Linked DNA regions of Gossypium hirsutum: region 1 is linked to region 2. A link is a contact called in public Hi-C data. All regions are on one chromosome and are shown on one strand. The core of a region is the stretch at or near the end of the contact, and the rest is flanking DNA. Distances in the headings are between cores, read along the strand shown. Region 1 holds the start of LOC107931926 (arogenate dehydratase/prephenate dehydratase 6, chloroplastic). Region 2 has its middle 15 kb from the start of LOC107931934.

The links. A called contact is a pair of places that touch in the nucleus more often than the background predicts.
Region 1: a Hi-C map of hypocotyl shows a contact between it and region 2, with 4 times the contacts expected there. The contact joins the promoter of LOC107931926 here to the enhancer-like site in region 2. A contact is called at or near these places in 7 of 34 Hi-C or Micro-C datasets (hypocotyl and leaf).

Annotation. Positions count from the first base shown.
Region 1 is chrA08:626,490-631,515 of Gossypium_hirsutum_v2.1, reverse strand. LOC107931926 (arogenate dehydratase/prephenate dehydratase 6, chloroplastic) reads left to right here and starts at 3,754. Exons shown (of 1, transcript XM_016863887.2): 1 at 3,754-5,026. LOC107931865 (probable 2-carboxy-D-arabinitol-1-phosphatase) reads right to left here and starts at 759. Exons shown (of 9, transcript XM_016863821.2): 1 at 383-759. The coding sequence starts at 738.
Region 2 is chrA08:568,982-573,978 of Gossypium_hirsutum_v2.1, reverse strand. No RefSeq gene overlaps it. Among protein-coding and RNA genes, the nearest start is that of LOC107931934, 15 kb to the right of the region's middle. Within about 2 kb of position 3,573, at least 1 of the 9 cell types and tissues checked has an H3K27ac peak or open chromatin away from gene starts, as enhancers often do. A contact at or near this core is called in hypocotyl, where this site is marked.

The DNA of each region.
Region 1 (5,026 bases), core at 2,505-5,004, 57 kb before region 2:
TCTTTTATACAATTTAATTAACACAGTAATTAATTATCCTGATTTTTACCTATTTATTAATCATACATTTCGTGTTCATATAAGATAAAATTTCATATTTTAATTCTTCAGAAGATTATGATCCTAATTGCCCAAATATATGTATGAACTTCACTCTTTTATGCAGCCATTTACCATTCTTTTTTTATATTATTTAAAAATGAGTTTCAAATAAAATGTAAATATTCAAATTAGATTTTGCTAAAGTATCCCAAGTGACCAAAGTGTTTTATTATACATTGTAAATTTTAAAATAATCGTCAACTTTTAAATTAAATAAAAATTATATTATTACTTTAAACAGTATACCAACACTAAATCTAAGGAAACTGAAAAGAAATACCTGGAGAAGCAAATATCAAAGGAATCGTCGATGAGCATTTGGCGGGAAGTCTCAGCCTGAGCTTCACCTTTCTTAGTCAAAACAGAGAAATTAGAGCTCCCTTGGATCCTACCTTCCTCGTTCCACGTGCTCTGCCTGTGTCTAACCAGAACCACTCTCTTCGCTGCTTTTATCGGTGGAAACGGAACCGACGCGCAAAGCTCCGATCTCAGCTTACTGTCTTCCGCCGTCGTCGGCGATTTGTCGATCTCTTGGAGACTCGACGATGACCGAACGGTGAACGGACTTCGACGCTTTGTAGGGAGATGGTGGTCTCGGCCGTGGAGAAGCAGAGAAGCATTTGCGAGGGATATCATTTTGTATTTATTATTATTTTTAATTATTGGAGAATTTTGGTTTTTATATTACGATTTTCAGTTTTTTTTTTAATTGTATGGTTACCGTTGTTTCTATCGAGTTCATGAGCTAAACCGCCACCTAGATTTTTTTTTTATTAAAGATTAAAAAGAGTTAATATATCATTTGGTATATGAGTTTAGATTAAATGTTCAATTTGGTACTTAAGTTTGAATTTAATATCCGCTTTGGTACTTGATTTTTTTCAATTTGATACTTGAGTTAATTTTTTTGTCTTGGTTAAATATATAAATTTGGTTCCAATATTCAATTTGGTACTTGAGTTTTTTTCTGTCTCAATTAAGTACCTATGTTTTTTTACTAGAAATACATGTCAAACATTCATTGGACCACATTATACAATTCCCATTGGATGCTAAATTAAACATTGAAGTCAAACTTAGGTACCAATTTAAGACTAAATAAAACACATATACCAAATTAAACATTAAAACCAAATTCAGGTACCAAATTGTATATTAACCCAAAAACATAAAATTAATATTTCTTATGTTTTGTAGGTGAATTTATCAAAGATTTCTCAAACTATCCTTTTTTAATTTCAAAATTGATCTTTAAACTTCAAAACATTCTAAATTGAGTCCTCACAGCATCAATATTTCATCAATCAATTCTTTTGCCAATTTAACATTAAATGCCAACTCGACTTTGACTTGGAGCATATTTAAATCATATGAATGAGATTATAAATTTGAATGTATCTACTATTTGAATAATTTGGATCTGACATATAAAAAATAAATAATTTTTTTGTAGCAATTAATATTGTTTTGATCTTAAATTAATACAGAGTAATTTAATTTTCTTTCTTACCGAAATTTCAATTTGTTTCCATTGTTTCGATGTGTTTTGATCCATTTCAACTAATACCGATTTGCATCAATGTATACCAACTAATATGGTGGGTGCAGGATTTTAATATTTTTAATGTAACATTTAAAAATAAAATATAATCATTTATTTAAACTAAATTAATAATTTAAAACTCATATTTGCATACAAATATATTTATATGTATATATTAAAAATATTTAAAAAAAACTCAAAACAATACGTCAAAACACATATACCAACACATATCAATATTAAAATAAAAACAATACATCCATCAATGTGGTATTAACTACGCTGGTATCAATAAAATTTAAGATTGATAATATTTAACACGTCATATGTAAATTATTCATTAAATATGTATACACATCTTTATAAATTGATTTGCAAGTTTTAGATATTATCTATGTCAGATTGAGTTAGCGTTTAACATTCAAGCTAATGACCAGGCTAATAGAAAGATTTGATTAATAAAATATTAATGTTTTAAAGACTCAATTAAAATCTTACGAAGCTCTAAGCTCAAAAGCCTATGTTCAATTCAATAATATTGGTATCTTTAATATAATGTCGAGCTTTAACCCTAGCTCGAAGCTTGGTGTACAAAAAAATTATTGACAAATAAATCTTAAAGATGCGATGAAGTTTAACGTTTTTGTATTGATAAAAAAAAGTCTATTGAATATTGAATAGCGTATAACAAGATAACATAGTCTATCATGTAAAAGTGTAAAATTACATTTTCATAACCTGATAAAATAATAAGATAAAAAAATTAAGGAAAAATTGAAAATAAAAACAAACAAATTCCCTTAAACCGTAAATAAAATAAATAATTTTTTTTTCAAATTAAATAAAAAAACAAAGCAAAAGACTCTCCTATCCCTAGGCCTTTGCCTTCGGAGTTGGGACCCCTCCTCACGTGATGCCCGAATGGTCCTTAGTACTTTTGGCCCATCTTTGGGCAGACAATACATGGACTTATCACAACTATGTTAAGTCCAATTTTTTTTTCTGTATTTATTCGACCCAAATTATTATTTAAATAATAAAAATATATTCAATTATTTAATGATCAAATGAATAATTTGAGTTAAAAAAAAAACTTACAATGCGAGTGAAATTTAAGAGATTTTTCTTTTCCTCTTCGAATGGTCGGATTCAAGTTACTTATACAATAAGAATATAAATATTTACAATTTGATTCATATATTCTAAATATGTTTTATGCTTGTATAGTAGGTACATATTTTTATGTTTTAATCCATATATTTTAAATATATTCCATGTTAAATTTGGATATACTTGTAAAAGGCCTATGATCATGGGTGAATTTGGAAGTTCTTTTAGGGGCCAAAATTGAATCGTAAATTTTTTAAAGGTCAAAATATAATTTTATCATGTGTTAATTTTTGATTTCATCATTTTAAAAGGGACTAAATATTTTAAACATTTTTTGATTCTAGTCCAACAATAGAGAAGAAGAAGTTGACCCCCCTTGAGATGGATCAAAGGATCTGGAGATGGAGGAGATTCTGGTTCAACAGTAGAGAAGAAGAAGTCAATCCCCTTTTAAGATGTCTGTAGAATCTTATTATATAATAAGAGTCGAACCCTGGGTTGGATTTCGGGTCAGGTTATTATTATAATCATATAACAAGGTGCAATTTTATTTACATTAACTCGTAAATTTATCATTTTTAAATGAGCTAAATTATAATTTTCCATTTGGACATTTGGGGGACGGAGATAGGACCCTTGCATGCAGGGGTGAAGCCAGGGGGGCTGGCATGGGCTCCGGCCCCCCTAAAATGTAAAATTAACTTTTAGGCCCTTAATTTTTTTAAAAATTTAAATTAGTAAAAGTAAAATTACATTTTACCTCCTAAAATTATAAAAATTTGATTTAATCATTTACAAATTATAAAGATTAAACTATAAAAAACTAAAATTTCATCCGGGCCTCCTAAAAAAAAATTTCTGGCTTCGCCTCTACTTACATGCATTTCTTGTATTCACCCTTGCCCATGCCAATGGTTAAGCGGATGAATGACTTAAATGACACGATATTGATAATGATATTGAGTATATTACCATGCAAACCTTTATATAATTGTCAGTACTATCGTCATCAAATAAGGTATTGTATTTCCCAAGGGAAGGTCCAGAGACGTCCCTCAAAAATGAGGTGCTCCAGGGAAGAGTTTACATTGAGGTGTCGAAAGTCGAAAGGGTTCATACCTACAAATTAGGGGCAATCCACGTAATTGGGCCGAGAACCACAAGAGAAATCAAAACAAACCAAACTATAAAAAGGGAAGAGTTTATGCATAGCAGGATATGAATCCATGCCTTGGTGGATGCAAGAATTAATTTAGAAGTTGAACCACAATTTGAAGACTTTTTATGTAATTAACCCTAATATACGGAAGAAGTGAATTGAGTAAAAACAATAAATACGTACACTTACATCAAAAGAAAATATTATTGATATTTAAAGAAAGGAGTTTTTTTTCTTGAAAGGTTTGTGTTTAAGGTATTTATTATTTTAATAAAATAATTATACGAAATATTTTGTTATCAAAATCTTTTATGACTTTTATTTTAAACCAGTCCTCAAATTTCAAATCATTCTAATTATATCCTCAAATTATTAATATTATATCAATCAAATCTTTCTATTGCTAAAATCATTAATTTAACTATTAATCTAAAATAAAAATTTTAAGAAAAAATTAATATTGTTAAAATAAATTTTGTAAAAATATTAATTTTGAGGTTTTCAAAGTATTTATGGATGTTTTATTATTCATTTTCTATTTTTTCAGTTTTAGTTTATTATTAGTTTTTACTTTTAAAAGTTATGTTGCAATGCCTTATTTTTTTTAAAAAGTTATCATTTTAAATTTAGTTACGTAAGATTTGGCATGCCATGATTGATATAGTCTTGATAGTTTGGGGATGTAATTAAAACGTTCTAAAGTTTGAGGACTAATTTAAAATGATGGTATAATTTAGGGATATATGATTCAGTTAACTCTAAATATAAAAATCAAATACGAATACAATAAGGTTAAAATATGCCATAAGTCATTATACTCTTCATAAATCCGGAGTTTAGTTCCTATACTTTTCAGATTTCAAAATTTAGGTCCAATTATTAATATCGTTAAAATTATTTTGTTAAATTCAAGTTCATTACCACGTGAATAATATTTTTATTTTAAAATGTTATACCAACAATAAAAATTAACAATATTAATAATTAGACCTGAATTTAGAAATCTAAAAGATTAAATTATTAGAAATAAAAGGACAAGGACTAAATTTCAAATTTGTAAAGAGTATAAGGAGTTATGAAAAAATTTAACCTTACAATAATGTATTCGTAAC
Region 2 (4,997 bases), core at 2,324-4,823:
AAGCGATTCACTATCCCATGCGGAGGTGAAAACCTCACGAAGGCGTAGTTTCTCACTCCCACTTAAAAGGGTGTGACCAACGGTCATGCAATGCAATGCAGAAAGATATAAAAATTTAAAATACAAAACCTGATGAAAACTATAACTCAAAACAAATGAAATGCAATGAGAGGATCGTAAATTTAAACCAAAATTTTAACTTTCGACAAAAAAAAAAAAATAATCGACTCGTGGCTTGACTCTCTTATTCTAAGGTGTCCCCAGTGGAGTCGCCAAGCTGTTGACACCATTTTTTTGGATGAAAACGGGGTCGACTTGGATTTTGAAAAAAAGAATGAAAACGGGAGTCGCCACCAATCTTTTTTTGATGAGGTGTGATCGGGTCACCTCGAAAAGTGGTTGTTTTTAATAAACAATTTAATTTTTATTAAAACAACGATTTTGGTCTGCGAAATTCAGAAAAACGGGTTCGGGAGTCGGTTACGCACAAGGAAGGGTTAGCACCCTCGATACGCCCAAAATTGGTACCTGGTTGATTACTTAATGTCTTGGTGTCGAAAATTAAAAACTCGAAAAGAATTTAAAAATACGATCCTTGTATTAAAACGTTGAAAATTTTCAGGAAAAAGGGAATATTTCACATTATTCGAGAAAGAGAATCATATCCAGTAAGTTAGGACACAATGTCTCAAATTCCCGATACGCGGATGAAAAATGCTTATTTAAAAGATATTTTATTATCTTGGTTTTAGAAATAAATCAGGCCCAGTAAGTTAGGGCACGATCTTTTCTTAATTCCCGAGATCGTTTAAAAACTTGAGTTTGAAAAGATTCGTATTTTTAGATTTATTATGAAAATCGAAACCCATTAAGTTAGAGTACGATCCTTTTGAATCTAAACACGAAATATTTTTTAAAACAAATTTTGTCATACCGAGTAAAATAAAACACGAAAATTGTAGTAAAAAAAATGTGTAAACAAATTACATTGTTGTTATACGTGGTAAAATCATAATACACATAAAAAATAAAAAATAATACGAGCAATAGCAACGATATAAAATAAATAAAAGTCATACCTACAATCATATAAAATAACAATATATATAATCAAATAAATTAAAACATTCATTCAAAATAATAACGAAAATGAAATAAATAAGTAACAAATACAATTAAATATAAAAGGATATATATAGACATAAACTAAAATATGTATATATATAAATTAGCAAAATGTATAAAGTATATTTTAATATATAAAAGAAGCGATGAATATGTATATATAAAAATATGTACATATATATGGGTGTATAAAACTATGGAATATGAAAATAATAAAATACATATAAAAGTAAGTACATATATGTGTTGAAAAATAAAAGAAAGTATGTATGTACAAATTAAAGTTTAAAAATAATGAAAATATACGTATGTATACGAATAAATACGTTAATTTTGATACATGTTTAAAAAATATATTGAAAATGTATATATGTATTTATGTAAATTAAGATATACAAAAATATGTATGTACGTACATATAAAAATATATATATACTTATAAAATAAAAGGATATGTATGTATATAAATTAATAGTAACATGTGTGTATATACGGATTTATAAAAAAAGGTATATTTTAAACTATAAAGATTATGTATAAACATGTATATTTTTAGGAAAATGAAAATATATATAAATGTATAGATATGTACATAAGTTGTAAAATATATAAATGTATATATGTACCAGAAGTTTAAATAAAATTAATATGAATAAATAGGTAATAATAACAATAGTAGTAGTAGTAATAATAATAATAATAATAATAATAATAGTAGGACTAATTCAAAACGGGAACGAAATCTCAGGGCTGAAATAAAAAAATAAAACGGAATAAAGGATCAAAATGTAATATGCGCGGAAAAGGGGGGGACCAAAATCATAAATACCCCGAAACCCTAAAACGCAGCGCAGCGGAGGGTCAAAATAGAACAAAAACAGAATTCTGGGGCGAAATTGAAAAATGGGAAATAGCGAAACAGGACCAAATTGCAACGCGCTACCAAGTCGGAGGGACTACGCGCATAAATATCCCATTTAAAGAAAACACGCGGATCCTTCCCCTGGGTCGGGTCACCGCGCGGGTCAGAGCTCAATACGACGTCGTTTTGGTGCTGAGCAGACCGCCCAAAACGACGTCGTTTTGGAAGCCTATTTAAACTAATTTTTTTTCAAAATTTTTCATTCTTCTCTTCTTCTCCAGAAAAAAAACAAAAACTCCTCTCAAGTCACTCTCCCTTTTTCGGAAACCAGTCAGAGGTCCGGCCATTGACCGTCGCACCGGCCGCCGGTCGCCGGCGCCGGCACCGCCGTGCACGGCGGCGGGGAGACCAAAAGTTGCCCCTTTTTCGCCGAATCGCCTCCCCTCGGTGAATTTCCCTCTCCCTTTTTTATTATTATTTATTATATGAGTATAAATAGATGAACAAAAACAGAAAAAGTAAAATAAAATGGTAAGATATGAAAACGGAAAGGGTCGGGAATCACCTTTGATTTTTGTTTCTTATTTCTGTAAAACGTTACAAAAGGAAAGGAGATCGAATAGAATCCCCCACAATGGCTTTTCAATCGGTTTTTTTTTACCGAAAAAAAAAATCTCCTTCTTTTCTGTTTGAACGGCTTTTAAATAGCCATTTTACCATTTTCATTATCTCTGCTACTGTTTTGTCCTTCTTTGCGTGATTTTCTTCTTTGCAGGCAAGTGGGGTGATGGGACGGTGGCAGAAAGTAGGTGAACGGCGGAGTTGGTGGCGGTGGCAGAGGGTAGGTGATGGGGGGCATGGTAATTGGGTTTGTGGGTATTGGGTTTGTGGGTATTGGGTTTGTGGGTATTGGGCTCTTTTGTTAGTGGGCCGGGCAGAAATTTGGGCTTGTACATGTTGTATAAAAAAATTGGTTAGATCCGAAATTGATATTTTGTAAAGACAAGATGTTTCTAGGAAACTATCTTAAGAATAGTTATTTTCCCTTCGTGTGCAGAACGATCAAGATATATTATTCCCACGATACAATACTTTTACTCAAACGGAACAATACATACACGGAACAATACATACTGCATTACAAATTGTTTTAAACTAGAATAGACTCCAAAAATACAAAAGAAAGAAAGAATTATATAAAAACACCTCTCATCAATTACATTCTTTCTTCATTATATATTGTTATACAATAATAATAAAATATATAAAAACCCGACTTGGGATCCGACTTGAAATATCCATAGTTTAAATAGCCCCAAACACTTCATTTGAGAAGGGTACGGAAAAAAAACCCATCTTTATTATCTTCTACCTCTCTTCTCCTGAACTAGAACTCTTCTCCCTTCTTGGAACTCCATCATTGATACTATGTATCAACAATCCTCCACCGTTGATACCATATACCAATATATATTATAAATAATATATAACTTTCTTGGTGGCTCAAGGAGCTTCCTTCTAGGATTGGAAAAGCTAAGGCTCATCAAGAAAATAATGTCCCAAAAGGTTAGACATTGGTGACCTACCATTATGACAATGGGGCATCTAACCCTAATTTCAATTAATCTTTTTTTTTTCCATCATTCATTCTTACAACTACCATTTGTTTTTATTAGCCATAAAAAAGAATATCCATTATACCCAACCATTTTAAATTAATACTATCCATATTAATAAACATTATCCTAAGTTTTGGTTAATTTATGATTTGGAAAAATAAATGACAGAATAGCTTTTTAGAAAAACACACATCAAACTTCTAATTGGAATACTTAACCATGATAACAAATTAGACTAATTAATTAACAAAACAAAACAATTCTAAAATAAAATTTATATATTTACTTAAAGTGAAACTCGTAAATGTTGTTATAATAAATATTGATAATACTGGTAAAAATATACAAAGTAATAAAAAAAGAAAAAAAAGAATACACAGATTTTACGTAAAAATTCTTTTGAGAAAAAAATCATTTGCAGAGGTAGAGAAATTCGCTAATGTTGAAAAACGACTGATGCAAGAGGAATTTCAACTACATCTATTAAAGGGTTAAAAATCCTATTTTAATCAAAGTCAAATAGAAGAAGAATAGTTCTATACAGACCTTCTTATTTTGCTACTGTGTTTATTTTTTCAACAAGTGACGGGATTCAAATCACATAATCTCTAACAAATGTCGTTTTTTGTTTGTGAAAGGAATCGAACTGACTACAAATTAACTACACAATGACTTTTTTAGCAAGACTAGCACTTGCTTTAATAATAAGAGAAATTGTTAACACTTTCATTGAGATATCCTCAAACACCTTCAGATTTTTTCTAATATCAAAATTTATTTTAACCATACAATTAACAATTTTATTAATGATGACTTCATATGCAAAAATCGAATTATTTGAATTCCCATGATTTATGCTACTTTTTCAATCTTCTAAATTGACATCTTTTTAGCAAATATTGACCTTCTTTGCTATTTTAGTTTTTTTAATTTCTTTAAAAATGATAATTTCCCCATATCGAATTATTATTCCATTTTCTTGAACAAACCAAAAAAATAAAAAAAAGTAAGGTGCATCTTTCCGAATGCTCCAATATTATTTTTGCAATATTTTTCTTTAGTCAGATTATTAATTTCTGCCGACAGCAGATAAAAGTTTGTTATTATAAGAGTTCTTTTACTAAATAAGATCTAACATATCACATTAAGACGTGTGTTAAATGGGTCCACCTTATATGCTATTTTAATCATGGTTATATGAAAGAAGGATTGGTTAGACTTAGAATTAACTCAACTGTCAGTCTAAAGAAAAATTTTAAATCGGTTGAGCTGTAAATTAATATAAATTAATTGCATTGAGTTAAAAACTCGTTTGAATAATTTTTTAATATTTTTAATGATTTATTTAATTAATTAGTCAAAGACTAATTACATGTCACTAAATTGATCTC